3 separate regions of the Mus musculus genome follow, and regions 2 and 3 are each linked to region 1. The links are chromatin contacts, called in public HiChIP or PLAC-seq and promoter capture Hi-C maps. All regions are on one chromosome and are shown on one strand. The core of a region is the stretch at or near the end of the contact, and the rest is flanking DNA. Distances in the headings are between cores, read along the strand shown.

What was found. HiChIP or PLAC-seq counts read pairs in DNA pulled down with a chosen protein or histone mark. Capture Hi-C pulls out chosen DNA fragments and counts their contacts.
Region 2: a contact with region 1 is called in a promoter capture Hi-C map of liver. The contact joins the promoter of 1700001P01Rik here to the promoter of 2410003L11Rik in region 1. A contact is called at or near these places in 2 of 39 promoter capture datasets (the HPC-7 cell line and embryonic stem cells), 2 of 115 datasets of contacts at active chromatin or transcription factors (embryonic stem cells and stem cell-derived neural progenitor cells) and 1 of 9 other capture datasets (liver).
Region 3: a contact with region 1 is called in an H3K27ac HiChIP or PLAC-seq map of embryonic stem cells, with 6 read pairs. The contact joins the enhancer-like site here to the promoter of 2410003L11Rik in region 1. A contact is called at or near these places in 1 of 39 promoter capture datasets (cranial neural crest), 3 of 484 Hi-C or Micro-C datasets (embryonic stem cells and nephron progenitors), 9 of 115 datasets of contacts at active chromatin or transcription factors (embryonic basal ganglia, embryonic stem cells, epiblast stem cells and 1 more) and 2 of 9 other capture datasets (liver and macrophages).

What each region holds. Positions count from the first base shown.
Region 1 is chr11:97,596,925-97,600,636 of GRCm38.p6, reverse strand. It overlaps 2410003L11Rik (RIKEN cDNA 2410003L11 gene), which reads right to left and starts at 2,126. Exons shown (of 4, transcript NR_045496.1): 1 at 1,970-2,126.
Region 2 is chr11:97,774,123-97,777,834 of GRCm38.p6, reverse strand. It overlaps 1700001P01Rik (RIKEN cDNA 1700001P01 gene), which reads left to right and starts at 1,917. Exons shown (of 3, transcript NM_028156.2): 1 at 1,917-2,183. The coding sequence starts at 1,977. It overlaps Rpl23 (ribosomal protein L23), which reads left to right. Exons shown (of 5, transcript NM_022891.3): 5 at 1-309.
Region 3 is chr11:97,433,462-97,437,173 of GRCm38.p6, reverse strand. It overlaps a transcript of Arhgap23 not described here. Among named protein-coding and RNA genes, the nearest start is that of Arhgap23, 15 kb to the left of the region's middle. Within about 2 kb of position 1,898, at least 374 of the 459 cell types and tissues checked have an H3K27ac peak or open chromatin away from gene starts, as enhancers often do. A contact at or near this core is called in embryonic basal ganglia, embryonic stem cells, epiblast stem cells and 4 more, where this site is marked.

The DNA.
Region 1 (3,712 bases), core at 877-3,376:
AGAGAACTTTCTGGAGCTATTTCTCTTCTTTCATCACTGGGTCCTGGGGACTGAACTCAGGTCACCAGGCTTGGTGGGGACTGCCTTTACCTGCAGAACCATCTTGTCAACTCTGGTTTTGTTTGTTTTTTTTAAGTAGCACAGGCTGGCATCAATCTTTTTCTCTTTTTTAGATTTATTTATTTTATGTATATGAGTACACTGTCACTGTCTTCAGACACACCAGAAGAGGGCATTGGATCCCATTTCAGATGGTTGTGAGCCACCATGTGGTTGCTGGGAATTGAACTCAGGACCTCTGGAAAAGCAGCTAGTGCTCTTTATCTCTGAGCTATCTCTCCAATCCTGGCATCAACCTCTTTTTGTTATTGTTTTGTTTGTTTTGTTCTGTTTTTGAGACATGATCTCTATACATAGCCATGGCTGTCCAGGAACTCACTCTATAGACTGGGCTGGTCTCAGATTCACAGAGATCTGCCTGCCTCTGCCTCCCAGGTGCTGGCAAAGTGTCAAACTCTTGATCCTTGTGCCTCAGTCTCCGGAGTGCTAAGATTACAGACACATGCTACCAAGTCCAACCTTCATATACATTTATAGTTAAGCTGGTTGAGGTGGCTCCAGCCAATAATTGTACTAATTGGGAAGATGAGGCAGGAGGATTACCATGGGTTTAAGACCAGTCTAATCTACATTGTGAATTCCGGGCCAGTCTAGGCTGTAATTTGAGAACCAATTTCAAAAACAAGCAAAATGAAGGGAGTGGTGGACATCTTTAACCCCTGAACTTGAGAGGCAGAGGCAGGTGGGTCTCTACAGATCAGCATAGTTTACGAGAGGCAGAGGCAGGTCGGTCTCTACAGATCAGCATAGTTTACACACTGAGTTGTAGACTAGCCAGGGATACGTAGTTGTAACCCGAAGGCTTTTCCATGTACGCCCCAGTTGCCGAACAATGACATGGAGGCTTATTTTCTTCTTCTTCTTTTTTTGTTTGGTTGTTTGTTTTTTGAGACAGGGTTTCTCTGTGCAGCCCTGGCTGTCCTGGAACTCACCCTGTAGACCAGGCTGGTCTCGAATTCAGAAATCTGCCTGCCTCTGCCTCCCAAGTGCTGGGATTAAAGGCGTGTGCCACCACTGCCCGGCTGGAGGCTTATTTTCATTTACGATGATTATGGCCTTAGTTTAGGCTTGCTCCCCAACTAGCTCTTAAATTAACTCATTTATACTAAGTTCGGCCACATGGTTGGTTTCCTCTCCTTGCATCATAAGCCTGACTTCCTTCTTGGTGGCGGGTCTTCCGGTACTTGACTTTCCCAGAGTTCCTCTCTCTGCGCTGGATGACCCACCCTCTCTATTCTACCTTCTCCTATAGGCCATAGGCTTTTTATTTTGACCAATCAGAAGGTGCCTTAGGCAGGCAAGGAAGGACAGAGACACATCTTCACACAATGTACAAAAATATCACTCTAACACAGTGAGACCCCGTTTAAAACAAGAGAAAACAACACCCAAATGCCAGCGGAATGACACAGTCAATGAAGTGCTTGCCTTACAAGTCTGAAGCCCGTTAGTTTCCCCAACCCCCGGCAGAACACGAGCAAGATGGCGTGCACGTCCAGTCTCCGCCCCATGTAGCTTCCAGCTAGCTTAGCCCACTTGGGGACACTCCAGGCTTGTGAGACTGTTTCAAACAAACAAAAAAGCAGAAAAGTGTATAATCATATCGTCCAAGGTTATCCTCTGACCTCCGCACATGTGCATTAACATACCTGCACAGATATGCACACAACCCATGTGCAAATAAGCATATACACAAAAATAAAAACAAACGACGCCCCAAGAGAGGGGTCAGCAAGTGAAGACTCTTGCCACCAAGCCAGAGGACCCTAGTTTGGGATCGCCAGGAAGTGTCTTAGCTAACTACTATTCTGTCGCATCGAGACCAAACGCCATGACTACGGTAACTTACGTAAGAAAGCATTTAGTCTGGGGCTCATGATTCCGGAGGGCAGCAGAGTTCATGACCATCGTCTGGAGAAGCATGGAAACAGGCAAGCATGGCTCTAGAGCAGGAGCTGAGAACTTATGTTGAGACAGCAGCCATCAAGGAGACAAGACAGCTAACTGGGTGGGAAAGGCTCTGGGTTTTGAAATCTCAAAGCCAGCTGCCAATGACCCACCTCCTACAGCAAGGCCACACCTCCTAATCCCTCCCAGAAGTCAGCCCAAACTCAGACAAAGCATTCAAATATATGAATCCATGAGGACCCTTCTCACTCAAACCACCACAGGAGAGAACTGCCTTTTCAAGTCCTCTGACCTCTATGCACACACACACACACACACACACACACACACACACACACACACACGGAGTTGGAGAGATGGCTCAGCGGTTTAGAGCACGGACTGCTCTTCCAGAGGTCTTGAGTTCAATTTCCAGCAACCACATGGTGGCTCCCAACCATCTGTAAGAGGGATCTGATGCCCTCTCCTGGTGTGTCTGAAGACAGCAGTGGTGCACCCGTATACATAAAATAAACGCACACACAAAGTATAAATAAATACATAAATAAAAAACAGCAGCACTCAAGAAGGTATGTGCACACACAATAAATAAATGTATTTTTAAAAAGGAACAGAAAATAATTAAATTTATTTTGATATTATTATTATTACTATTTTGGCTCTTTGGTTTTTCATGACAGAATTCTTTGTGTAACTGTCCTGAAACTCACTTTGTAGATCAGTCTGGCCTCAAAATCACATATTCTCATGCCTCTGACTCCTGAGTGCTGGAATTAAAGACATGTGCTATGCTACCATGCTGACTTTATTTTTATTTAAATTGTATGTATGTATGTATGTATGTATGTATGTATGTATGTATGTATGTATGTATATAGACAGCCTTCTTCTGTGTAGCCCTGACTGTCTTGGAACTATAGACCAGGCTGGCCCCAAACTCACAGGGATCGACCTTCCTCTGCCTCCTGAGTATGTAAGCCAATAAGAATTCGACTTTTGACTTGGCAGAGGCAGGCGAATTTCTGAGTTCGAGGCCAGCCTGGTCTACAGAGTGAGTTCCAGGACAGCCAGGGCTACACAGAGAAACCCTGTCTCAAAAAAAAAAAAAAAAAAAAAAAAAGAATTCGACTTTTGATCTGCAAAATGGTTTTCTAGGATGGTTATTGGTGTTGATTCAGCTTATGAAAAATTAGGGGCAGAACTAATATAATTTTTGTTACTTTTTGATATAGGGTCTTGTGTAAGAATGGTACTGTATGCCTGTGTACTAGGGCTACCTTCTTTTTTTTTTTTTTTTTTTTTTTTAGAAATATATTAATTTATTTAAGATTAGGAGACATCTCTTTTTTCATTAATTTCTTTATTCACTTTACATCCCAAACACAGCCCCTCCTCCAATTCCACCTTCAATTTCCTCTCCCTATTATCCCCTCCCTTTCTCCTCAGAGAGGGGGAGCCCCCCTTGGGTACCAACAGGCCCTAGGACATCTAATCCCAGCAGGAGGAAAAGCCTCCCATTGAGGCCCCACCAGGCAGTCCAGCATGGGGAAGGGGATCCAATGGCAGGCCACAGAATGAACCGCAGGCTCTGCTCCAATTGTTAGGGGATCCACATGAAGACCAAGCTGCACATCTGCTACAAATATAGGGCCACTGCATGCTCTTTGGTTCGTGGTTCAGCCCC
Region 2 (3,712 bases), core at 668-3,167, 180 kb before region 1:
CTGTAACTTCAATTAAAAAACAAAAACAGCCGGGCGTGGTGGTGCACGCCTTTAATCCCAGCACTTGGGAGGCAGAGGCAGGCGGATTTCTGAGGCCAGCCTGATCTACAGAGTGAGTTCCAGGACAGCCAGGAATACACAGAGAAACCCTTGTCTCCAAAAACCAAAAAAAACAAAACACGCATTCTTTTCAGGTCTTTGCTGGGACCAGGTACACATAACACAGATAAATATTAGAGCAAACCATGCACATATGGTAAATTATCTTTGGGTTTTGGGTCCCTAAAATAAAGTGGTGTGTTCATTGTGTTTCTGTGAGTGCTTGAGAACGACCTTGAAGGTTGAAGCCTGGATGGCCACTTGAGTGTTGTGTACAGGAGCCCTGTGCTTGAGTGCAGATGTTTAGGTCATCTGGTCATTAGCCAGAGGTCACCTTTCCATGGCTGTGGTTGATTAAGGTACTTAACACTTGTGGACTTTTTTCAGAATGAAAAAATAGGGCTGGAGAGATGGCTCAGCTGTTAAGAGCACTGGCTGATCTGCCAGAGGTCCTGAGTTAATTCCCAGCAGCCACGTGGCTCATAACCATCTGTAATGGGATCTGCTGCCCTCTTCTGGCCTGTAGTTATGCAGGCAGAGTACTGTATACATATAAATCTTTTTAAAAAGAATAGAAAATAATGTCCACAGAATGATGTATAGAGTCGCCCGTGTAGTGATGTCCAACCACCTAGAGACAGATCTCTACGTTCAGGGCCAGCCTGGTCATGTGTAGTATTTGCTGTGTTTACCCACCTTTGGCCCACTTTAAAATCCTGCTTCTGCTGGATTTAGCTGTGGGGGTGCTGGAATGTGTACCAGCCCTTGGCCAGAGGAAGTCATCCCTATAACTGGTGTCATTTGAGCCCTATGTCCTCTAAGAGTAGGCAGTATTGTGTCCCCTCCTGCTGGGATCTATAGGCCTACACCTGTCAAACTTTTCTACTGCAGACTATCGGGTCTTGTGTTGCCTTTTTCAAGACAAGTTTTCTCTAACTGCCCTGGAAGTCCCAGCTGGTCTCTACCTCCCCAGTACTGGGATAAAAGGCATGAACATAAAAGTCCTTAGCTGTGTTCCTTGAATCCAGCAGAGTTAGTACATTTTTGAGGCCCTGTTGGACAAAGTATCCAAGTGGAACTACTGAGTAAGGAATTGATACCAGGTGTGGCATGTGCCTGTAATAGCAACACTGTAGCTATCAAAAACTTGAGGCTTGCCTGGCAGTGGTGATGCACACCTTTAATCCCAGCACTCAGGAGGCGGATTTCTGAGTTCGAGGCCAGCCTGGTCTACAAAGTGAGTTCCAGCGAGTCAGTGAAGCCCTGTCTCAAACAAACAAAAAAACCAAGTGAGCCCCCACCATGCCTGGTTTGCAGAGACCCTTCTAAACCTTAGCTACTTAGACTGAACTTAGGAGGGTTCTGAGAAGATTTGGCCAAAATGTGGACAAATGGGGAAAAGTCAGCCAGGAAATTTACTAAGTCTGAGTGTTGAGTCTGGAAATGCTGGACTGCACTACTTCGTAGAGGAACTGTTCGATTACCATTTGTTGTTGGTTTGGTTTGGTTTGGCTTTGTATAGCCCTGGTTGTCTTGGGACGCTGCCACTACGCCGGCTCAGTTACCACACAACTCCCACTCGGGCACACCTGCACTCATATACATATGAAATGTTAAAACGTGTGTGTGTATGAATGAGTGTAAGCAAAAGACTCGGGTTGTAGCAGCTTGGTATAGAGTGCTTTCCTACTATGCCCAGGCATAAAGCCTTCCTTGGGTTAAGTTCCAGCATCACGATAAGATGGGCGTGGTGGTGACCCTGAAATAACAATAGGGTTTGTGTCTCAGGGAGGTAATTGACAGACGTAACAATGCTCAGTGAAGTCCCCATCTAAGGCTCCAGAAAGCTCTCAGACTCGAAGACTGCGGTGGTTAGGATGGCTTGTTGTTACAACAGTCCTCGGCGACTCGAAAAATCTTTTGTTTTGGATGGGGTAGCTGTGAGCACAATGGCCCAGGCCTACAGCATCATGAGGCCCAAGCTGTGGTCTGCAATTCCGCCTTATAATCCTCAACTGGACCACCACAGTCGTCGGTACTTCCGGAGCCGCGTGGTTCCGCCCATTTTGCGGAAAACTGATCAGGTAGGTGTGGGAGCATCCCGGAGCACCTGCGACTTCAGGCAGTCAGCTTGTGGGTTTGGGTCCTGGTGGCCCAGGACTTCGAGGTTTCGCACCCCTCTAATTCTGGGCCTTGAGCTACCGGGCGCTGTGCACCGCTGAGGCCCGCACCCTGCGGCTGTTTTGGTGAGTTAGAGGAGCAGGATGAGAGAGGAGTGCTGGTGCTGAGCTCATTTGGTCCTTTCTACCCAGAACCCCACCCATCTACAGTCTCATTTCTTGTTTCTGCGAGCAGAGGATAAGGCGCAAAGCCAAGTCTCTACAGACAAATAATAGATTTCTTTGTCTTTGTGACGTCACAGGGGCCGCTTAGCTGTGACCTCACTACGGATCTTCAAAACCCACAGAAACTACCAATAAGCTTTGTGAACCAAAGGGGATTGCCTTGTCCTATGCTGTCACAGTCACCGGGTTAAGGCTGGCTTGCACCTGTGAGCCCAAGGGAAGCCATTGCCCCATCTCTGCAGACATCCTACTTATACAGGATCATAGATCTCAGGCTGTCCATTGACAGTTCATTTCTCCCAACACTTTTTAAAATTTTTTTTTACTTCTTGTTTTGATGTAGTCTCGCTGTATCACAAGCTGTCCTTGAGCTCTTATGCTCAACTGATCCTCAGTCTAGTTAGTGGCTGAGGATGTAGCTTACTGGTACAATACCTACCTCACATGGAGGAGGTCAGGCACACCCCCCCCACACCCATTAAAAAACAAATAAACAAACAAACAAAAACAACTAATGGCTGGGAATGCAGGGGTCCAGCCCACGTCACCTCCCTGTTTTGGTAAATCTCCAACCCAAATATGCCCTGTCAATGAAAACATGACTCAGTTAATATGAATACATGCTGTGCACCTAGATTGGCCAGATCTACTGCTACACTACCAACTTCCATATCTATGAGACCCCTTAGATAGAACTTGCAGTTTCTCCAGGCCATGTGCTCTGCTTTTCTTCTTCCTCCTCCTCTTCTGCATCCTCTCTCTCTCCCATTTTCTACTTTTCTCTCCCCACCTTCTGCTCCACCTTCCCTTTTATCTACCCAATCATCAGCTCTCCTTTATTAAGGTGGGAAGCAGGGTAACATGAAATCAGGAGAGAGTGTTGACCCATTCCTTGTTCACGGCCCCTCACGGGAGAATGGAATTAACATCAAATATAACTAGCCCCAGAGCTATCCACAATACTTTTGCCTTCAGTATGTGTTGATTTCAGTGATCTGAAGGCAAGAAGGGCCTCCCAGGTTGCACTAGAAACAGATCTGGGGGATTTCTGTGGTCCATAATATTGTGTGTGCCTATATGTACAGTGCCTGTGCATAGACACACATAATCTGTCTCCTTGTCACGTTGATAACAGGAGCCAGAGATGTGTATGTCAAAGAATGTCAGTATTTTTATTTTTTTGTTTTTGTTTTGGAGCTACAGTCTGGCTGTGTAGTCCAAGTTAGTCTCTAACATGAAGCAATCCCTTTTCCTCTGCTTCCTGAATG
Region 3 (3,712 bases), core at 649-3,148, 160 kb after region 1:
GCGCCACCACGGCCCAGCTGGCTCCCACCTTTAAAAAGGATTTATTTTTATTATTTTTAACGTGTGTGAGTTCACATGCACAGGAGTACAGACCCCACAGGAAGACGGAAGAAGGCATCGGCTCCCATGGAGCTGAAGTTATAGACAACTGTAAGCCACCCACATGGGTTCTGGGAATAAAACTCAAGTCTTCTTGCAAGACACTGTGTACTCTGAGCCATCTCTCCATCCCCTGTTCTCCTTTTTGAGGAGGTGAGGCTTTGAACTAACTCTGTAGACTAGGCTAGCCTTGGATTCACAGAGATCCACCTGCCTCTGCCCCCTGGGTGCTGGAAAGAAAAGCATGCACCGCCACGTCTACCTCCACCCTCCTACCTCAACCCCCTTAAAGACAAGGATGGAGAAAGAGAAGGCTTCACCCCTGTGATACCAGGACTGCATCCCAGGGCCTGACCCCCCTCCCCCTAGATCCCTCGACATTACCTTCTGGGTTATCCATTCAACTACCACATGTGGAGTGGTGCCATGGGCCAGGGTGAGACCCCTTGGAAATCTAAGGCACGCACAGTCCCTGCCAGCAGGGCCCTTGTGTCAGGAGTGCCTCCAGCGTCCCCCAGCTCCAGACTCTGGCCCAGCCAGCTGCTCTCATTGACACGGGTCAGGCAGTCCTCACACCCAAAGGGGAATCCTGACATGCTGTCAGGGGCCTGGACTTCAAAGAAGAGCAGTAATGGGTAATGGGCTGTCCCAGGCTAGCCCTCCAGGAGACGAGGGTTGAAAGCAGAGGAAAAGAAGTCTGCAGAGTCACCAGGAACCAGGGGCAGGGAGGAGAGCTGCCCAGAGCCCGAGGGTCAGGGACAGAAGGAGGGAAGCTGATAGATACACTGCTGAGCCTGAGCTCAGGAAGCCAGAGTCACAGGGCTCAAGGTCAGGCCCGCCCGCTCTTCCTTCCTCTGCTTGCTCAGCACCTCCTCCGAGACCTTAGGTCCCCGAACCGCAGGTGACCAATAGGAGCCCCCACCCCCACCCCCGAGAATTATCCATCTGGTCTCTCACACCATCAAACACAGACCCGTAGCCACCCACAACCTCACACACAGTGACAAATCCAGAGGTAGGGCTAAGGTAGCCATGGGAGCATGTGACAGACAATGCCTGCCCCCTGGCCTAGTCTCCTCCCTTCAGGGCAGTGCCTCCTGGGCCTCCTCCACCCTTTAGCCCCATTCACAGCTCAGTTCCCAGCTTCGATCGAGCAGAGGCCCCTTCTGACATGCCCTAACAGGCCAAGTTGACAAGCAGGCCAGGCAGGCTGAAGCTCCCACCCCCTCCACTGACATGCATCACATCGGCAGCGAAGCAGGGGACCCTGGGCTGCTCCAGACAGCTGGCACCAGGTGACTCAAAAGGTCTTCCCTACCTGGGCTCTCCTTCTCAGACCACAGTGACACACCAGTGATCCCTGCCCCTCTCAAAGTGGGTCATAGCCAAGGAAGAGGGAGGCTGAGGTAGGGGGCAGGGGAGTATTTTCCATGCCTGGCACCCAACCACCATCTGTCCAGGAGGGAAAGGAACAATCGCAGACAGGAGTCAGCACACAAAATGAAGGTGGGTCCAAACTTTCACCCAAAGGATGTTGGAAGGATTAAATCAACAAAAGAAAGCCTTAGCAGGGTGTGATAGTACCTGTCTGTACTTTCAACTGAGGAAGCAGGACAGTTAGAGGATAGCATAACCGTTTCAAAAACAAAAAATGAAAATCTCAGCACCGACCCAGGGTACACAGTAGGAGCTTGAAAATGCAAGCTGTTTAATATCCAGCCACGTAGCTACTCAGCTAGGCTTGCACAAGACACAGTGACAAGGCACATGCAGAACTTGCCATCATGGCCCCTCCCACTGCTGACCTACAGAGGCACCGTAGCTCCGCCCACAGCTGACCCGAGGCATTTATTGGCTGAGACACACTCCCTTCCCTCACAGGGGGAAGAAGGCCCACAGACCTGGCCTCTAGGCCCTCTGGGAATGGACAACATGAGACCCCAAGTGTGGCAGTAGAGGAGGAGTATGCCAGGCTGGCACGCGAGAGCCCAGCAGGAGGTCGCTGACGCCGAGGGGGCGGGGCTGAAGGCAGAGTCTTTGCTCTCTGTGGGAAATGAGCACTTACTGAAGAGAGGGAGCTCGGAGTCAGCCACAAAGTAAACACCCAGGCCATTGCCAAGGCAACCACAGCCAGTGTGGGTCAGGGCCCACCACAATCCCTCCACCCAGACACCCCTGCGCTGTCTTCGGTCTTCTGGGTGTCCTCTCTTCTGGCAGCTCCCTGTGAGTAAGGGCTTGTAGCCCCATGGCAGGCTGGGGTCTCTGGAATACCTGGCCTGCATCTATCTGTCCCTAGTGACAGGAGAAAGAAACTGCAGCCTCTCCCTTTGGACAGACAGCTCCTAAGGATGAAGGCTACTGCTTTTCAGAAGTGGATTTGCCCTAGAGTGCCTTTGTCCAGAGCAGGCTTTCAGAAACTGCTGGGATGGAATAATAGTTCAGTCAGTAAAGGGCCTTGGGAGAATAAGGACTCAAGTTCAAGCCCAAGCAAGTTAATAAAAATAAATAAATAAAAGTTAAAAAAAAAAAAAGCCGGGCGTGGTGGCACAGGCCTTTAATCCCAGCACTCGGGAGGCAGAGGCAGGCGGATTTCTGAGTTCCAGGACAGCCAGGGCTACACAGAGAAACCCTGTCTCAAACCCCCCCCGCCCCCCCCCAAAAACGTCCAGGTGTGGCAGTGTGTATGTAATCTCGGTGTTGTCCCAGTGCTGGGGAGGCAAAACAAATGGTTCGCTGTGGTTCACTGACCAGACAACCCTAGCCTACTTGTTGGGCTCTAGAAAAATGAGAGGCCCTGTATCAAAATAACAAGGCCTAGGTTAGGACACTAGCTGCTTATACAGAGGTCCTGAGTTGAATTCCCAGCAACCACATGGTGGCTCACAACCATCCGAAATGGGATCTGATGCCCTCTTCGGTCTGATGTCTTCTTCTGTCATGCAAATACAGTACTCATACATAAATAAATGCATCAAAAATTCATGGGGGGGGATGGGGACTTTGTGAAGGGGTAACCGGGAAGGGGGATATCATTTAAAATGTAAATGAATAAAATAATTAATAAAAAAATCAGCCAGGCAGTGGTGGCACACGCCTTTAATCCCAGCACTTGGGAGGCAGAGGCAGGCGAATTTCTGAGTTCAAAGCCGCCTGGTCTACAGAGTGAGTTCCAGGACAGTCGGGGCTATGCAGAGAAACCCTGTCTCGAAAACAAACAAACAAAACAAAACAAAATATCAATGTAGAATTACTATATGATCCAACAATTACAAACCCAAAAGCACAGAAAACACGTAAGTATTATTCACAAAAGTGTTCTAGGTCAGGCATAGTGGCATATGACACCTGAGGGGCAAAGGCAAGCAGATCTCTGAGTTCAAAGCCATCTTGGTGTACACTGCAAACTCCAGGCCAATCGAGGCTACAAAGCAAGACTTAGTCTCACAAAATAAAACAGACAGGCCAGGCAGTGCTGGTGCACGCCCCTAATCCAAGCGCTCAGGAGGAAAGGCAGGCAGAGCTCTCTGAATTCAAGGCCAGCCTGGTCTACAAAGCCAGTTCCAGGACAGCCAGGGCTACACAGAGAAACCCTGCATCTAAATAGTTTTTAAAA